3 separate regions of the Mus musculus genome follow, and regions 2 and 3 are each linked to region 1. A link is a contact called in public HiChIP or PLAC-seq data. All regions are on one chromosome and are shown on one strand. The core of a region is the stretch at or near the end of the contact, and the rest is flanking DNA. Distances in the headings are between cores, read along the strand shown.

Region 1 (3,025 bases), core at 266-2,765:
GTCAACCTCAGCTACATGGCAAGTTTGAGGACAGCCTAGGCTACATGAGACCAGGAAGGAAGAAAGGAAGAAAGGAAGGGAGGGAGGGAGGGAGGAAGGAAGGAAGGAAGGAAGGAAGGAAGGAAGGAAGGAAGGAAGGAAGGAAGGAAAGAAAGGACTACTGAGGGAAATAGAATAGGGAGGAGGCATGAGGTGGAAGTGGAAGTTCTAGTATTTTGTGGAGTGGTCTGAGAAAGCCAGACTGAGCAAGCGGTCTTGCTGAAGCTGGTGAGCTAAGGTGCCATGTGAGTACCTGTGGGGGAACGCAGCTCAGAGAGAAGAGCCAGAACAAAGGCCCCGAGGCAGGAGGATGGCCAGAATAGTACAGGAGGTCAAAGAGATGATGGTAAGATGCTAGATTGTGTAGACTCTTTCTTACCAACAGTGAGGGTCACTCTGGCCCCTGTGCTAGGCTCAGCTCTGCAGGGGCCATAGGAAGCTATGGGGGGGGGGGGGCGTTCTGCAGTAATCCAGACAGAGGAGATGGCAGGACAGACAGAGGCAGTGAGAGACACTGTGCTCCAAACCTGTGTGAGCTTTGTTGTGTTTGTGTGCACGTGTGTGTGTGTGTGTGTGTGTGTGTGTGTGTACGTGTGTGTGTGTGTGTGTGTGTGTGTGTGTGTGTGTGCACATGTGGAGCTCAGAGGACAGGCTGTGCAGCTGGATCTCATCTTCTACCCTGCGGTTCCTGTGGCGGGAACTCAGGTCATCAGGATTGGTGGCAGACACCCGAGCTGCCCCCAAATAGGGTTTGAAGGTGGACACCTGTATCTGCCAACAGACCAGACACCGCTAAGGTTTATGATCTGAGTATGTTGTGTTTACTGGGACTGGTGGAGACAGCATTTGAAGCAAGTTGAGAGATGTGGTAGGCCATGCCAGAAATCCCAGTGCCAAGGAGGACAGGGCTGGAGCATACCAGGCCTGAGGCCAGCCTGGGCTACATAGAGATGCCTTGTCTCAAAAACAAAGAACCACAAACCTGAAGGGAAGGGGAGACAGGGAGGGGAGATGTGGGGAGGGCAAGGAGGGAGTAATTTAAATTGTGGTTAATAAACCAGTTGGATTTAGATGTGCCTAAACCCAGTCAGCATTCAACTAATGTGATCAGAGCTCTGATCTGAGTATGAGTTGATTGACCACTCTGGAGTGAGGTGGGAAAGTGCAGCCAGGAAATACCGGTTTGGCCACACGATAGCAACTGGCTGGCCAGTGCTGAGCAGCTGCTATGTGGGAGGTGGGGCCGGGGAACTTGATTTATGATCTTTGCCAATATCTGGGTTATAGATGTCCCCCTAATGAGCCATTATCAAGAGCATACATGACAGCAAAAAGTGATCCCGTGATCAGGAAACATAAGTTTTGAGTGTCTATTGACCTTTGTTCTTAATGGAATTTGGTTGGTTATTCATTTATGTAATTTCACTTTATTAATGGCTGTGTTTAACAACCAGCTGGGAAAAATACCGGAAATTTTGCAATCAAAACATTGCAAAAAGGTTCAAAGGGGCTTTGAGTGCTCCTCCGGGCTCCCAGTTATCTTTAGAGGAGGCCGGAGAAAGGGCTCTTTGGACTTAGAGGAGAGCTTCATCTGGAAGTGCTGGTCCCCAGATTGGCCATGAGGGGACCAAATGCAGACCAGGGTTGACTGACACCAGGTTGTGTTCTTTGCCTGCACTGGTAAGTTTGGCGTCGGAGCCCCGGAACTGGAGGGGACGCTTGGCTGATAAGGATGATTTTCTAAATGTTCTTTCATCTGAATTCTTGTTTCTTTTCCAATCCTTTTAAAATTAGTATTTATTTTTATTTTTTGTGCATTGGTGTTTTGCCTGCATATGTGTCTGTGTGAGGGTGTCCGATCCCCTGGAACTGGAGTTACAGACAGTTGTGAACTGCCGTGTGGATGCTCAGAATTGAACCCCGGGTCCTCTGGAAGAGCAGCCAGTGCTCTTAACCACAGAGCCATCTCTCCAGCCCCCCAATTTCTTTTTAAAAGTCCAGATTCTGGGGCTGTGATTAGAGGCACCCCTCTTCTTGCCCCATCCATGGGAAGCAGCTTTGTCAATGGTATCTGAGGGGGTAGAGTAGGGAAGGGGAGGTAGGTAGTGGCTCCTGATCTCTCTCACTCACCCTCCCACCCATGTCTGTGGGCATAGAGACTGTAACTAGCCCGCACCAGCCCTGCCTCTTGGTGCTGCTGGACTGGGCAGGGACAGCTTTGGGATGGCTGGCCATGTGCCTCTTTCCAGTGAGGGTGACAGGAAGATGGAGCTGGACTCTGCCCCTGTTCACCATGGCTGGCCAGATCAGTCTTTCCCCTTCTGGAATGTTAGCAGGGCCTCTGTCTAAAGGGCGAGTCTCTCCCAGGACGGCCTGTCAGAGTAATGCATTCTTGCCCAGAGCAAGCCCGCGTGCCCTCCTGCTTGCTGACTCCCACCGCCTGTTTTATCTCGTGTGTCCCCATGTCTGTACGCGCACCATGTGTATACTTAGTGTAGGGTCCCCTGGAACTGCCGTTAGGGATGGTTCCGAGCCACCGTGTGGCTGCTGGGACTGGGTCCTCTAAAGTGCCGAGTCATCTCTCCAGCCTCCACCCTACTCCCCACCCCTTCTGCTTTTCTTTCTTTTGACATGGGGTTGCTAAGTAGCCCAGGCTAACCTTGAACTCACAATCCTCCTGACTCCTAAAGACTGAGACTGTGGGCTTGGGTTACCATGTCCTGTTCCAGCTGTTGGTATGAATAAAATTTGTTATACAGGAAACTGTCTTCCACCCTCTTCTGTTGTTGTTGTAGCTGTTGTTTTGGTTTTCCAGACAGGATTTCTCTCTGTATCCCTGGCTGTCCTGGTCTCACTCTGGGGATCAGGGTGTAACCTTGCCTCTGTATTTAGCCCCATGACGCCACTACTGTGGTCTGTGTCCCCTCTAGCACTTCCGTGCTTATATGGATAGGTGGTGGCATCTCCTTGATAGTAGGGTGGGGGT
Region 2 (3,025 bases), core at 391-2,890, 200 kb after region 1:
AACCTGCTGCAGCCAATGCCTCAGGGGAGTCAAGGTTGTCATGGTTTCTGGGGTCTGGACTCTTCCCCCTGGGAGGTAGTTATCCGTCCTTGGGCAGCTGTGTCTGAGGCATCCTGTGTTCTCTTTGCCAAGACTGTCTGACCTGTAGCTTGGCCGTTCTCCCCCCTGTAAGTAGTATATAAGATGTTATACTTAATCCTCCTGACCCCAGGTATTGCCTTTGTGTCTTCTCTGCTTCTTAACCTGATCCTCACACACAGCACCTCATTCGGGACCCTTATTTCTGCCGGTTTCAGGTCAAATGTTTGTCTTATAACCTTTCTATGCTCACTGTATTCAGTTTTTTGCTAGTTATAGGAACTGGAGGAGGAGGAGGATGAGGAAGAGGAAGAGGAAGAGGAGGAGGAGGAAGAGGAGGAGGAGGAAGAGGAGGAGGGGGAGGGAGGGGGAGGGGGGAGGAAGAGGAGGAAGAAGAGGAGGGGGGGAATCTTTTATGCTATTCCCTTTCTTGTCTTATTGCATTGGTTGAAACTTCCCGTACGGTGTCAGACAGTAGTGATGAGCTGGCCTTGTGCCTGCTGTCTGCAGGAGAGCCACCAGCTTCTCGTCTTCCACTCTGGGATCGGCCATGCTCTGTGGATTTTTATTATGATGTTGAAGTTCCTTTCCATCTCTTAGTTGCTGAGCATTTTACCCCATGTAGTTTGTGTTTTTGCCACATGGTGTTTTGGTTTGGGTTTTCTGTCTGTTTGTTCTTTGTTTTTGTTTTTTTTTTTTATTTGTGGTTTGGTTTTTGGTTTTTTATTATTGTTTTGTTTTGTCTTTTTCTTTCTTCAGTCTCTTCAAACAGTGAATTTTATTAATTGGCTTTCTAATACTGAGCCAGCCTTACATGCCTAGTAAACTCCCTCTTAGTTGTGGTGCTGGGTCCCTTTGCTGACACTCCTAGCCTATAATGACTTTCTAGCCTTGGGCTGAGCCTGTGACTGGAAGGATCGCCTTTTTCCCTCCACAGGCCTGTTTTCATTATTTCATTAAAGCCTAAGCCACAATGCACTGCTCTGCTGTACCTGGGCCTTGTCCCTGACTCTGCCAGCTTGAACCAGCTTGAACCAGGGCAGGTCTAATCTTCCTACTGAATCCATACCCCATACACTGTGCAATCTGGGTGCATTCCGGGCTCCATAGCAGAGCCCCCACCTCCACCCACACCCACACCTCCACCCACACACAGCCTCCTCAGAGCTTCTTATTGTTTTGTTTTTGTTTTATGAATACACACTAGCTCTCTTCAGACACACCAGAAGAGGGCATCAGATACCATTACAGATGGTTGTAGCTGGGATTTGAACTCAGGACCTCTGGAGCTCTTAACCGCTGAGCCATCTCTCCAGCCCCCCCCCCCCCTTCACGGCTTCTTACCTCTCTCTAACTCTGAGCTCTTTGAGCTCTGCTACAACCCAGAGACCACAGCAAGCGGCCTCCACAGCGCACACATTTCCTGGGAAACTGGGCTGATCCTTCATCCTGCTTCTGGGAATACAAAAAAGTAAACCAGATCCAGCCAGCCACTGTCCTCAGACCCTGCAGTGTTGTGGAAAGAGATATGAATGAGTCACAGAGGAGTCAAGGTCAGATCCGAGAGGCAGGGAAGTACAGCAGCCAATCCCAGCGCCCTTTAGCGGCTATCCTGTGCGGCTACCCAGGATGCTGCTTGCAGCTTCGATGACCTCTCCCTGGCTCCGGCGCTGATGCCAGTCAGAGCTTCCCCGCTTTCCCTTCCTTTCCATTGTAAACACATCAACGGCTGACCACTGCCCGAGACCAGTCATCACTATTCAGTTTAAAAACCCCCTGAGAGACCATGGAACCGGCTCCGTCAATGCAGCGCCTGCGGCCCAGCACGAGGACTTGCGTTCTGATGACCAATGTCCTTGTGAACACATCGGTCATGTGATGCACATCTAGAGTCCCAGGACTGCCAGAGGTCTGGTACCCGTGGACTTCTGGAACTCACTGGCAAGTCAGCCTAACAAAGTTACTAAACTTCCATGAGAGAATCTGTCTCAAAAATATGAAGACTGAGTGAAAAAAAAAAAAAACATGTACTCTTAATTTCTGCCTTCTACACACACAAACACACACACACACACTTCCCTCTGAGGCTAAGGAAAGACAGCTGCACCTGGCCCAGCCAGCTCTCCTCAGAGCTGAGAGGTCAAAAGTCTGACATTTTTTGGACCCCACACAAAAAAATTAATTCCTAGACTGGAGAGAGACTCAGCAGTTAGAACACATGGTAGGTTTACTGTTTGGTTCCCAGCACCTATAGGAATGACTCATGACCACCCGTAATGCCAGCTCTGAGAAATCTGCCCTCTTCTGGCCTCTAAGTTACCTGCATTGTGCTTTTGTGCGTGCATGCACCCCACACCCCCACACCCACCCATGCACTCAAAAATTTAAAAATAATAAATATTTTTAAAAGTTTCAACTGTATTATAAAGTCTGCCTGGGTGGTCTTTATGAAAAATAGTTCGTGATTTCTTTTGTAGAAGAGCCCCCACCCCCACCCCCCACCCGTAAATGGGAAAATCCTGGCACCATCTTGAGACGGTGCTGAAAGGCGCTTTCTCTGAGGACTTCCTTCTGACTTGTAAATTAAGAACAAAGCTCCATTCTGCCCCTGTCTAAAGAAGGACACAGTTAGGGGCAGATGTTTTAAGGGTCATCCCCCACACCATGAGCCCACGTTTGATACTCATGGTCGATATATTTGTCCCAAGGGATAGTGGGATAAAAGTCAGGCAGTGGTAAACAGATGCTGACCCATTCATTGTTTGAGCTGGGATTTGTTCAAGTGCAGATTCTCACTGAGGGGAAAGGGGCGTGGAGAGAAAAATCAGAGCATGAGACAAACAAGTCCTACCCCTGCTCAGACTCACTAACAACTAGACCTGTTGCCTAGAGTGCGTGACTGCAACAGGAACCACCCACCAACAAGAGTCCAGTGCCTCCCCCACCC
Region 3 (3,025 bases), core at 393-2,892, 180 kb after region 1:
CAGGAGCTTACAGTTGACAAAATTTTGATTTTAAAAGATATTTTGGAGTTTTTTTTTTTTTTAACTTTTCAAGTGAATTTGTGGGACTTTTTAAGTTTGTAAATGCTTTTTTGTTGTCGTTTATTTGGTTGGGTTTCTCTGTGTTACCATAGCTGTCCTAGAACACACTCTGTAGACCAGGCTGGTCTCAAACTCACAGAAATCCACCTACATCAGGTGGAATTAAAGGCATGGCACACGCCAGCTTGGAAATACTTTTTTTTGGTTTTTTTTTTTTTCGAGACAGGGTTTCTCTGTATAGCCCTGGCAGTCCTAGAGCTCACTTTGTAGACCAGGCTGGCCTCAAACTCAGAAATCCACCTGTTTCTGCCTCCCGAGTGCTGTTGGAAATACTTTAGGTTGTGATGTTTATATTAATATGTGATCTTGGGGACAAATGAGAAAAGAAAGGTTGTGGCTTTAAAGTGATATGTTTGTGTGTCAAGTTAATAAGGGGTCAAATGCACTGGCTGGTTTTATGTCAACTTAACACAAGCTAAAGTCAACCTAGAGGGGGGTAACTCAATTTTTAAATCCATACAATCAGACTACAGACAAACCTCCAGGGCATTTTCTTAGTTGGTGACTGATGTGTGGGGGTACAGCCCACAAGGAAGCAGGCTGAGCAAGCCATGAGGAGCAAGCCAGTAAGCAGCACCCCTCCATGGCCTCTGCATCAGCTGCTGCCTCCAGGTTCCTCCCTGACTGAGTTCCTGTCCTCACTGCTGGTGATGAACTGTTCTATGGAACTGTGAGTGATATAATCCCTTTCCTCCCAAGTTGCTTTGGTCCTGGTGTCTTACATTAGTAATGACACTAACCAGGACAATCTTCCTACATCAGTTAATAATCAAGACAATCCTATAGACATGCCCGTAGGCCAAAATGATCTAGATAATGCCTCGTTTAGATTCACTTCCCAGGTGACTCTAAGCTGTATCAAGTTGATAGCTAAACCAGCCAAAAGTGCCGGAGACATGGTTCTGTGGTGAAGAGCCCATACTGCCCTTTCAGAGTTCAATTCTCAGCACCCACATCAGGTGACTCACAGCCATGGACACTTGCACTCATGGGCGCATACAGACACATACACATAATTACACACAAGGACTAATTGTATAAACAAAACAGAGCAGAATAGGCAGCGAGACCATGAACGCCCTCCAGGAACAGAGGGGTTGAAGCTGCTGGCTGGCACATAAGTGAGTCTCTCTGAAGTGGGACCAAGATAACACCCCCACATCCTAGCAGGACCCCTTCCCTAACCCACAGCACCTCCCAAGGAGAAACCACGGATGTGCCGTCTTTTTTCATTTGTATTATACTCCCGAGTGGCTCATGAGGAGTAGTGCCTCATCTGAAAAGGAAAACCCACAAGAGGCTAAAGGGGGCCAAGCGCCACTCTGGACGTTCTAGAAAAAAATTCCCAAGAGCCAAGGGTATCCCTGAAGCTCCAGGCAGGGGTCCTGTCACAGCCGGACAGAGGTGCTGGTCCTCCAGCTAAGGCAGAGCAGGAGGAAATGAGACTGAGACAAGGCAATGTCAAGGAAGCGGGAGGATCATGGCACTGTAGAGTCCCCCTGGAGCAGAGCACTCTGGGAAGAAGGCTATTTGCATAAGGCTCTCTCAGTGTCCACGGTCTGTGCCAGACAGCCAGAGTTCACCACGAGCCTTCCACAGAGCACAGAAGCCTAGAGTGAGCACTGTAAAATTTTACACGTCCCCTGCTGCTGTGTCTGCCTTACTTTCTGATTTCTTAATTTATTTATGGGCATGTGAGGAGGTGTAGGCAGGAGTGCCCATGCCACAATGCGCATGTGGAGGTCAAAGGACAATGTGCGGGAGTCAGATCACAGATCATGTCGATTCTGGGAAACAAAGTCGTCAGTCTTGGCTGCGGTAGTTTGCTTGCTCCGCCATCTCTGATCTGGCATAGTGGCTTTTGGTTCGTATTTAAAATATACATATTACTTAGTCGTTGAATCTGTTGATAACGATAATAAAATCAGGACCTGTATTTTTTGCTTGTAAATGACACTCCAGGGTGTGTGTGTGTGTGTGTGTACATGTATGTGAATGTGTGTGCATTCGTGTGTATGCATATACATGTGTGCATGTATGTGTATTATGTGAATGTGCGTGTGTGCGTGTATATGTATACATTCATGCGCGCGCGCGCGTGTGTGTGTGTGTGTGTGTGTGTGTGTGTGTTTTGTATTTGTATTGGGCCTGTATTTTGGGTTTGGGTTTGGTTTTTTTGTGGGTTTTTTTTTTGAGATTGTAATTTAATTACATTTCTCCCTTCGCTTCCCTCCCTCCAAACCCCTCTGCACCCCTCCTACCCTCCTTCAAACTAAAAGCCTCTTTTCTCATCAATTATTATTGCATACATATATGTATTTGTATATTCACATATGTATTCCCAAATATAACCTATTGCATCCATACAATGATACTTTTGTGTCTGTTTTCAGGGCTGACCGTTGGCCCTGGATGCCAAACGGCGTGCTCTTCTCTGGGGAAGTCAACCACCTCTTCTGCTCTCAGAGCTCTCAGTTCCAGTAGCTCTTGGTGTGGGGATGAGGCCTTGTGGGATTGTCCCATCCTGGTTTGTATGTTTGTTGATGTACTTTGGCTTGTGTGTGGATGGTCACATAGTGAGACTTTACCCGTGTAGCTTCTGAAGTTCCTAGGAGGTACAATCTCACCACAAACTCTCTTCCTCGGGCCCTTATGATCTTTCTATCCCTCTTCCTCAATGTTCCCAAGCCTTAGGCATGGGAGTGGTTTTGTAGATTCATTCAACAGCATTGGGTTCTATAACTCTTCATTTTGATTGGTTGGTTAAGGCTTTCTGTAGTGGTCCTCATCTGTCTATAGGGCCTGTCTCATCTGTATGTTGGACCTGTGTCATGTGTCTGTAGGGTCTCTGTTGTCTGTCTATAGGGCCTGTCTTGTCTGTCTATAAGGCCCGTCTCATCTGTCT

Evidence for each region. HiChIP or PLAC-seq counts read pairs in DNA pulled down with a chosen protein or histone mark.
Region 2: an H3K27ac HiChIP or PLAC-seq map of embryonic stem cells shows a contact between it and region 1, with 9 read pairs. The contact joins the enhancer-like site here to the promoter of H6pd in region 1. A contact is called at or near these places in 25 of 39 promoter capture datasets (the 3T3-L1 cell line, 3T3-L1-derived adipocytes, the C10 cell line and 16 more), 1 of 15 datasets of contacts at CTCF or cohesin (embryonic stem cells), 10 of 484 Hi-C or Micro-C datasets (B cells, the G1E-ER4 cell line, the HL-1 cell line and 4 more), 33 of 115 datasets of contacts at active chromatin or transcription factors (the 230-238 cell line, the NIH/3T3 cell line, T-cell acute lymphoblastic leukemia and 20 more) and 6 of 9 other capture datasets (adipose tissue, bone marrow-derived macrophages, embryonic stem cells and 3 more).
Region 3: an H3K27ac HiChIP or PLAC-seq map of embryonic stem cells shows a contact between it and region 1, with 6 times the contacts expected there. The contact joins the enhancer-like site here to the promoter of H6pd in region 1. A contact is called at or near these places in 10 of 39 promoter capture datasets (the 3T3-L1 cell line, the C10 cell line, embryonic stem cells and 6 more), 1 of 15 datasets of contacts at CTCF or cohesin (CD8 T cells), 2 of 484 Hi-C or Micro-C datasets (the HL-1 cell line and bone marrow-derived macrophages), 22 of 115 datasets of contacts at active chromatin or transcription factors (the 230-238 cell line, the NIH/3T3 cell line, T-cell acute lymphoblastic leukemia and 12 more) and 5 of 9 other capture datasets (adipose tissue, embryonic stem cells, liver and 2 more).

What each region holds. Positions count from the first base shown.
Region 1 is chr4:150,001,726-150,004,750 of GRCm38.p6, reverse strand. It overlaps H6pd (hexose-6-phosphate dehydrogenase (glucose 1-dehydrogenase)), which reads left to right and starts at 1,515. Exons shown (of 5, transcript NM_001291004.1): 1 at 1,515-1,719.
Region 2 is chr4:149,798,871-149,801,895 of GRCm38.p6, reverse strand. It overlaps Gm42354 (a long non-coding RNA gene), which reads right to left. Exons shown (of 3, transcript XR_881588.1): 2 at 1,423-1,584; 3 at 1-165. Among named protein-coding and RNA genes, the nearest start is that of Gm42354, 9.7 kb to the right of the region's middle. Within about 2 kb of position 1,640, at least 26 of the 459 cell types and tissues checked have an H3K27ac peak or open chromatin away from gene starts, as enhancers often do. A contact at or near this core is called in the 230-238 cell line, adipose tissue, embryonic stem cells and 4 more, where this site is marked.
Region 3 is chr4:149,824,543-149,827,567 of GRCm38.p6, reverse strand. No RefSeq gene overlaps it. Among named protein-coding and RNA genes, the nearest start is that of Gm42354, 35 kb to the right of the region's middle. Within about 2 kb of position 1,642, at least 3 of the 459 cell types and tissues checked have an H3K27ac peak or open chromatin away from gene starts, as enhancers often do. A contact at or near this core is called in embryonic stem cells, where this site is marked.